2 separate regions of the Canis lupus genome follow, and region 1 is linked to region 2. The links are chromatin contacts, called in public Hi-C maps. All regions are on one chromosome and are shown on one strand. The core of a region is the stretch at or near the end of the contact, and the rest is flanking DNA. Distances in the headings are between cores, read along the strand shown. Region 1 overlaps ARMC2 (armadillo repeat-containing protein 2). Region 2 has its middle 20 kb from the start of FOXO3.

What was found. Hi-C and Micro-C count contacts between places; a contact is called where the count stands out from the background.
Region 1: a contact with region 2 is called in a Hi-C map of skin fibroblasts, with 2.2 times the contacts expected there. The contact joins two enhancer-like sites. A contact is called at or near these places in 4 of 9 Hi-C or Micro-C datasets (amygdala, blood, liver and 1 more).

The regions. Positions count from the first base shown.
Region 1 is chr12:66,219,182-66,222,816 of UU_Cfam_GSD_1.0, reverse strand. ARMC2 (armadillo repeat-containing protein 2) reads right to left here. Exons shown (of 18, transcript XM_038554882.1): 6 at 1,752-1,828. Among named protein-coding and RNA genes, the nearest start is that of ARMC2, 40 kb to the right of the region's middle. Within about 2 kb of position 1,791, at least 4 of the 20 cell types and tissues checked have an H3K27ac peak or open chromatin away from gene starts, as enhancers often do.
Region 2 is chr12:65,879,931-65,883,619 of UU_Cfam_GSD_1.0, reverse strand. No RefSeq gene overlaps it. Among named protein-coding and RNA genes, the nearest start is that of FOXO3, 20 kb to the left of the region's middle. Within about 2 kb of position 2,104, at least 3 of the 20 cell types and tissues checked have an H3K27ac peak or open chromatin away from gene starts, as enhancers often do.

The sequences.
Region 1 (3,635 bases), core at 542-3,041, 340 kb before region 2:
TCAAGGCAAGTGAAAAGCCAGATGATAATAAGTCAGATAAATAACTTAATCACCAAATATTTATGGCACCCTGAAATTTACCAAGTCCAATAAGTTCAAATCAGCATTTTTACCTCCTATGCAATATGCCCTTTAATAGAATAGCTCTGTGAGAAACCATGATTATCAATCTGCTTCTTAGGATACACAGAATCAATAACGTGCTCACCCTAGGCAGAGTTGAATTACAGGGGTGAGCCAGAAATTGCAGAAGGGTTTAACCTTGGGAAAGGAAAGGCCCTTGCAAGCCCTTCTGAATGTTCTAAAGACTTGTTCCTTCTCAGAGCAAAAGTCAGCCAGACACTGGGGCTTAAGGGATCACTTTCAACCCTTTCCCAAGAATCACAGTGCAAGCAGTTGTGTCCAACCATGACCTTTCCACATCTCCGCCCACTCCCGGACCCCCTCCAACTCTGCTTTCTGCAAAAATGCCATTTTATATAACCAAACCCCTCTCCACTCTAGCAACTGAAGCATGGGATCCTGTGATTACTCTTTAAGATCTACAAAAACTAAATAAAAGTTTGCCTCAGTCTTGGGCAACAACCTAATATTTTAGAAAGCACTTTCATCTAGGTTCACAGTTTGCTAAATATAAAAATTATGATTCAACAGGAAATTGGGTAAGTCAAGCAGAAATTTCAGCATGTTTTTGACGATTTTGCTGTCTCAGTGGTTATAGTTTTTAACCACAGCTTTGAGTTCTGGACACAAAACTTGACACAATGTTTATTGGCTGATGTTTTTAGCAAGTAAATGTAAAATCCTTAGCAACAAAGCTGATGCAGAAATCAGGCTAGGATTTTCCTGTTACAGAAATTCTGATTGGCCACAAAAGTCATTTTATTGATGAGAAATTAGTTTTGAAAGTAAGAAAATATTTTGGGGGCCTAATATTAGTTTGGTTTTATAAAATTGCATGTGCGTAAAAAGTGAAAAATATAACAAACACCTGTGTACCCACAAATAGTTTGATCAAATATTAACTGTATTTTTATCCTCTCCTTTATTTCAAAGAAATAAACATTATAGATATAGTTGCCATCCCCTGTCTATTCCCCTTCCTTCCTCTGCCTCCAAGGGTTACCACCGTTCTAAATCAGGTGGTTATTTTTTTATCATGTTTGATTTTACACGTCACCACATAGATCTGTATCCATAAACAACATATGTCATTGTTTTTGCAACTTGATGTTTTCATGTAATATGTTTGTACTCATTTCAGTCAATATTACATGTGTAACTGCTACACTTCATTGAATGAATACATTTTGCATCATTTCTAGCCTGTGATTTATATTGTTACATTTTTTTTCCTCAAACAGATTAAAGCCCCCAAAGGCTGTCTTCATACAGCTAATAGAGCTTCACTTAAGTGAGCCATGATTTTGAACTCAAGAAGGATGCCGCTGTCAAATTTTGCAATTTTCCAAATGCTTTTACAAAATAATTGCTTGTATGCTCACTGAGACAGTAATCTATGGAGGTTTGAGGCCCTAGAGCTGTAATGGTAAGAATTTGAAGACTGGTGAAAGTAATAAAAATTTCTAAAAATAAATGTTGATGTGTGGCCAAGTTGGCCGAAGTCACTGGAGTTTTCAAACAGTGAACCAACTGAGACATCTTCAGTGCAAATGTTTCTCCTGCGGGTGGAGATGCTGAAGGGGAAGACATGCTGGGGACCTCTACTACGCACAGGGCAGGCACCTCACCTGCTCTGGTTTCCAGTCTGCTCAGGTCCGAGCTGTTGAAAAATGATGAGGTTCTTGAACGCCTCTTCCCCTGGTCCCTAGGAGAAAGAGGAATACACACAACACTCAGCCCACAAACCAAAGCATTTCTTCTTTCCGTAAAGTGTGGAGTCGGCTCTAGGCAGGTTGTGAAGAAACCACAGAGGACTGTTTCTAAGACGGGGTTTGGTGCTCTACAGTCCTTTAGCCAACATCTGATTTCCAGCTAAGGTTTATCTATCAAAAGACAAGTCAGAGCTGCCTCATAGTATTAAATACAATCACCAGAAACAACAACAAAAAATCCCAAGTTTACTTTGCAAATAAAAAAAAAAAAAAAAAAAAAAAAAAAAATCCTGCTGAAGGATATATACCACAAGAGGTCACTGTTAGAATAAGAAAGAACTCTGGTATGCAGGGAAGCACAAAAGACTAGCCTTTAGGAGCTGGAAGGGACCCTTTCTCTAGGTCTCCCTTCATACAAGGAAACTGTTCCCAAATTGGTCAGATGTGCCCAAGGTCACAAAGCAGGGTCAGATCCAGAGCCCTGGGCTCATAATTTCCAATTCACAGCTCTTCCTACTTCAGCACAGACTGTTCTGTTTCCACTTAAAAAACTCATTAATATTCCTTGAAAATGCTTTATTTTTTAAATAATTTTTTTTAAGATTTTATTTATTTATTCATGAGAGACACACAGAGAGAGAAGCAGAGACACAGGCAGAGGGAGAAGCAGGCTCCATGCAGGGATCTTGATGTGGGACTCTTTCCCGGGACTCCAGAATCATGCCTGGGGCCCCAAGGCAGACACTTAATCTCTGAGCCACCCAGGAGTCCCTTTTTAAAATAATTTAAATGTGAAAGAAAATTGAAGGTAAATTCAGGCAGCCCCCAGATGACAAATATTTTGTATTCCAGATAAAAGAGTAGTGGTTGGCCAATAGTAGGATTATATTGCCAGGTTGTTTTAGGTTTGTTTTTTTTTTGTTTTTTTTTTTTAAGGTTATATTTAATGTAAAGACCATCCAGGAAGGATACAACTTTTCCTTAGCTACAGCTGACACTTAAAAGTGCTTACTTCAAATATCTGTACACAATTCCAAGTGCAAATTTTACAACAAATTTTTTTGTCATCAAATAAAATATTTGCTATAAAAAATCACAAATAATGCATATGCGCGTGGTCAGGGTCACTCACAAATACCCAGACACATGTCTGTGAATAAGATCCCCAGTAACTGTTCAGTGCTGTGTCTTGGCCCTTGGTTTTTACTGCTGCCCCAAGGATTAGCTTCTCCAAATATCATTTTTCCCATAAACATGTTCCTTTTTTGAACACTTGATTTAACACTTCTCTTTGTCATTTAGTAGAGAAAAGATCAAGCTAATCCTTCCCAAAATATCTAATTATTTCATACTCTGAAACAATTGCCTTATTTTTATGCAGGGTAAAAACATGAATCTGGTAGCAAGGTGTCCCTGGCCAATCAAAGAAAGAATATGAGGATGGGATCTTCTTTGTCAACACTCTTGGGAGTTGAGATTCAGATGGAACAGATCTAATCTACCCTTGGAGAAAGTAAAATACCAAAGTTTGACAAGGCGTGAAGCCAAGGAAGTCCTCATACATATCACTCCTAGAAATAACAAGAAAGTCTAAGAACCATAGAGGCAAGCCTTCTTTTCATTATTGTCCTAAACAATTATTGAAATCAAGCAAGACAGTTTTCAAATAATGGCCTTTCAAAGTCATTGGTCCACTTTCAGAGTCATGGCCAGTGATGAGGTTGCCTCCCTAAACCACATTTGTGTATCCATCCCTACTTCTGGTTGGGGGGAAGAAAAAGAAGGGTCTTTCTTCTTATG
Region 2 (3,689 bases), core at 855-3,354:
AACTGAGGCCTCCCCGGGTGCCTGCACCAATGCCGCATGAACCTGGGGCCCACTGCACCCCGAGCGAAGTGCCCTCCCAGCACCCAGGTACCTAGCCCTTGGCGCAGCCTCCCTGGCTGCCAGTACCCGGGCAGAGCCGTGGGGCATAGTCTCTCCGCGGGTGGCTGTGGCCCCCCAGTCTGGGCCGCCCGCTGCCGTGGTCCCCCAGATCCAGCTCCAGGCCGCCCTGCGAACCCCCGAGGCCCCGCGGGGAACCAGCGCCGAGCCACTTTAATTCTCGGTCTCAGGTGCCTCTCCTTGCAGCCACCAGTCTCCTGGTTCCCATTCCAGAAACGCTCTGATGGAAGAAGAGGGGCCTGTGCTTAGGCCTGGCTATTCAGACTCCCCACGAGCCAGTAGGGTGGCTCCAGCTGCACTTGGCCAGAGCCTTCCACCAAGGCCTGTGCAGACTCCCTCCTCCTCCAGGGCTTCCATCCCTTACTGTCCACCTCCAGCCACCAGTCCTTCCATCCCTCACCGGCCACCTCCGGCCACCAGGCCTTCCATCCCTCACCGGCCACCTCCGGCCACCAAGCCTTCCATCCCTTACTGTCCACCTCCAGCCACCAGTCCTTCCATCCCTCGCCGGCCACCTCCAGCCACCAGGCCTTCCATCCCTTACTGTCCACCTCCAGCCACCAGTCCTTCCATCCCTCACCGGCCACCTCCGGCCACCAAGCCTTCCATCTCTTACCGTCCACCTCCAGCCACCAGGCCTTCCATCCCTCACCGGCCACCTCCGGCCACCAGGCCTTCCATCTCTTACCGTCCACCTCCAGCCACCAGTCCTTCCATCCCTCGCCGGCCACCTCCAGCCACCAGGCCTTCCATCCCTTACTGTCCACCTCCGGCCACCAAGCCTTCCATCCCTTACTGTCCACCTCCGGCCACCAAGCCTTCCATCCCTTACCGTCCACCTCCGGCCACCAGGCCTTCCATCCCTTACTGTCCACCTCCGGCCACCAGGCCTTCCATCCCTCACCGGCCACCTCTGGCCACCAGGCCTAACGCGCCTAGAGGGCAGGAGGGGCACAGAAGGGCCTTTAGTGGAGCAGCAAGAAGAATGTCCTGACCAAAGTGAAAACACACAGCCATCGGGTATGCTGCTCAGCTCTCAGCTTCAGACGCTGAGAAATAACGATATTTCCGAAATGGGAGGCGGTTAGTCAGGAGGAGAAGAAAGAGGAGACCGCTGGCGCTGGCGCAGAGGGTGCAGGGAGGCTCCCTGCTGAGGACAATCGGAGGCCTCCGGAGTCGGTGAAGCTCGGCACGAGGACCAGGAAGCCGGCCTCTGCCTATGTACACGTCACTACGTACAGAGTTTGTTCAGCCCAGAATCAATGCCTCCTGTCATCTGGGGCAGCCCTGCGAGGGGCTTCGGGGTCGGCCTCCCTTCATTCCCGGTGGCAGAACCAGGCTCAGGGGCAACCAGGCTGGGACTCACCACAGCGCCCAACTCCAAACCCGTCCTTCCCAGAACCCTCCCCTCTGAAGGAAACCTCTTTCCCTCTGCCCCTGGCCTCTTTTTCAAGAGGCAGCGCCTTCTGGCGAGTGACTGTAACTCAGCTGGTGTCACTTAAGCAGACAGTGATGTCAAAGTGGGAGGCCCATCGAGAGGCCATCCATGGTCCACGGGCCCGGAATACCAGGGCACGCTACATGTGCCCAGAAGGTTCCAGGAGCAACAGACACACATGGGCCACTGATGCCAGTCTTTCTAGAAAAACATCTCTCCTCCGTGGCTTTCAGGGCATTTTGTGCATCTTACACCAGCTTTTCCCACGAGGGGCGTGTTCACAACCAGAGCCCCTGTGTCGCACGTGGAGAAGGGGAGGGGGAGGCAGAAACACGCGTCCCTCCCCGCTGGTTGCCGTCACCCCCAAACTTCACAGCCTCTACCTGTTTGCCTCAGCACCCCTCACTGTTCCACAGGGAACTCCAGGTCAAACCAGTCTCTCCGCACCACCTCACCTGGTGGGCGGGCGGGCAGGCTGCGCTCTCCTCAAGGTGGAGCGAGAGGCCCAGGCCCGGCCTGCAGAGCCTGCAGACACGGTGTTCCCCGGTCTCCTCCTGCCATCTTGTGGCTGCGCCAAGCGTACACGCGAATCCCAGCTCCGTCTCCCGAGCGCTCTGAACGATGGGAGTTTCTATCCCTTGCAGTCCACACCGTGGGAGGAAGAACCCGCCAGACCCATAATCCATTTACCCCTTAGTCTGAAACAGGGGGAAAGAAACTGATCGTTTGGGAGCATGGTACAGTTATCAAAAAGGCAGGCGGAAAACGGCAGATGCCGACTCCTACCAACTTGAAGTTTTGCTGAAAGTGGGTAGATGAAGTGCCCTGAGAACTGGGGCCTTCCCAGCAATCCAACTTTGTTCTAAAGTGCAGAGCTAACTATGCTTGAGCACGGGCTTTATGAATGAGTCTTCATTTAGCCAGCATTGCACGCTTCCATTAGTGATATTCCAGAACATTTGATGTTGTCTCTGTTCCATAGTTCAGCTAAATTCACTGCTCTCTAAATGTTTTGATGGGGACTTTCCATGTTTCGAGTAATATAGAATATCAACAAAATAAAAGGAATTTCTTGGCTTATATAACTGAAAAAAAAACAAAGGGAGGGAAAACTTCAGGCATGGATTGATCCAGAGGTTCGTGTTGCCTTCAGAGTTCTGGGTCCCTGTCTGTGTGATTCTTTCTACCCTGACCCTTCTGTATGTGGGCATCATCCACAGGCTACAGAACTCACTGTAGCAGTGCCAGGCTAGGCTTCATATCTGCTGCTACACTGTCCAGAGGAAGATAAGCTATCTCTACTGATAGTGCCTGGAAGATCGAGGAAGCTTCCTGGTCAGAAGCCCTTGGTTAGTATTTCCCTCTGTCTCTATGAGGACCAGACTGGGTCCTGCTCTTATGTCTAGGCCAATCACAATGCCCAAAGGCGGGCGGGATCCTCTAACTAACTTAAGCCAAACGGAGTCCACTCTGGAGTCAGGGTGGAATCATTCTCACACAGTACATATGGCTGCCTCAAAGTAAGTGGGAGCATTCTCCAAAGAAAACTGGACTCTGAATTTGGAAAAAGAAAAGGAATAGATGCTAGGGAGGTGGCCAGTAAAAGTGTACTACACTCTTACACTGCTGGTGGGGATGCAAACTGGGTGCAGCCACCGTGGAAAACAGTATGGAAGTTCCCCAAAAAGCTGAAAAATAGAACTACCTTACAATCCAGCAATTGCACTACTGGGTATTTACCCAAAGAATACAGAAATCCTAATTCAAAGGGATACATGCACCCCAAAGTTTAGAGCAGCATTATTTACAATAGCCAAGATATGGAAGCAGCCTAAGGGTCCATTATTGATGAATGGATGAGGAAGATGTGGTGTATATATACAATGGAATATTACTCAGCCATAATAAACAATGAAGTCTTGCCATTTGCAACCACATGGATGGAGCTAGAGAGTATTATGCCAAGTGAAATAAGTCAGAGAAAGATGAAGACCATATGGTTTCACTCATGTGGAATTTAAGAAACAAATGAGCAAAGGGGGGAAAAAGAGAGAGGCAAAACAAGAAACAGACTCTTAACTGTAGAGAACAAACTAATGGTTACCAGAGGGGAGGGGAGTGAGGAGCGCGGGTT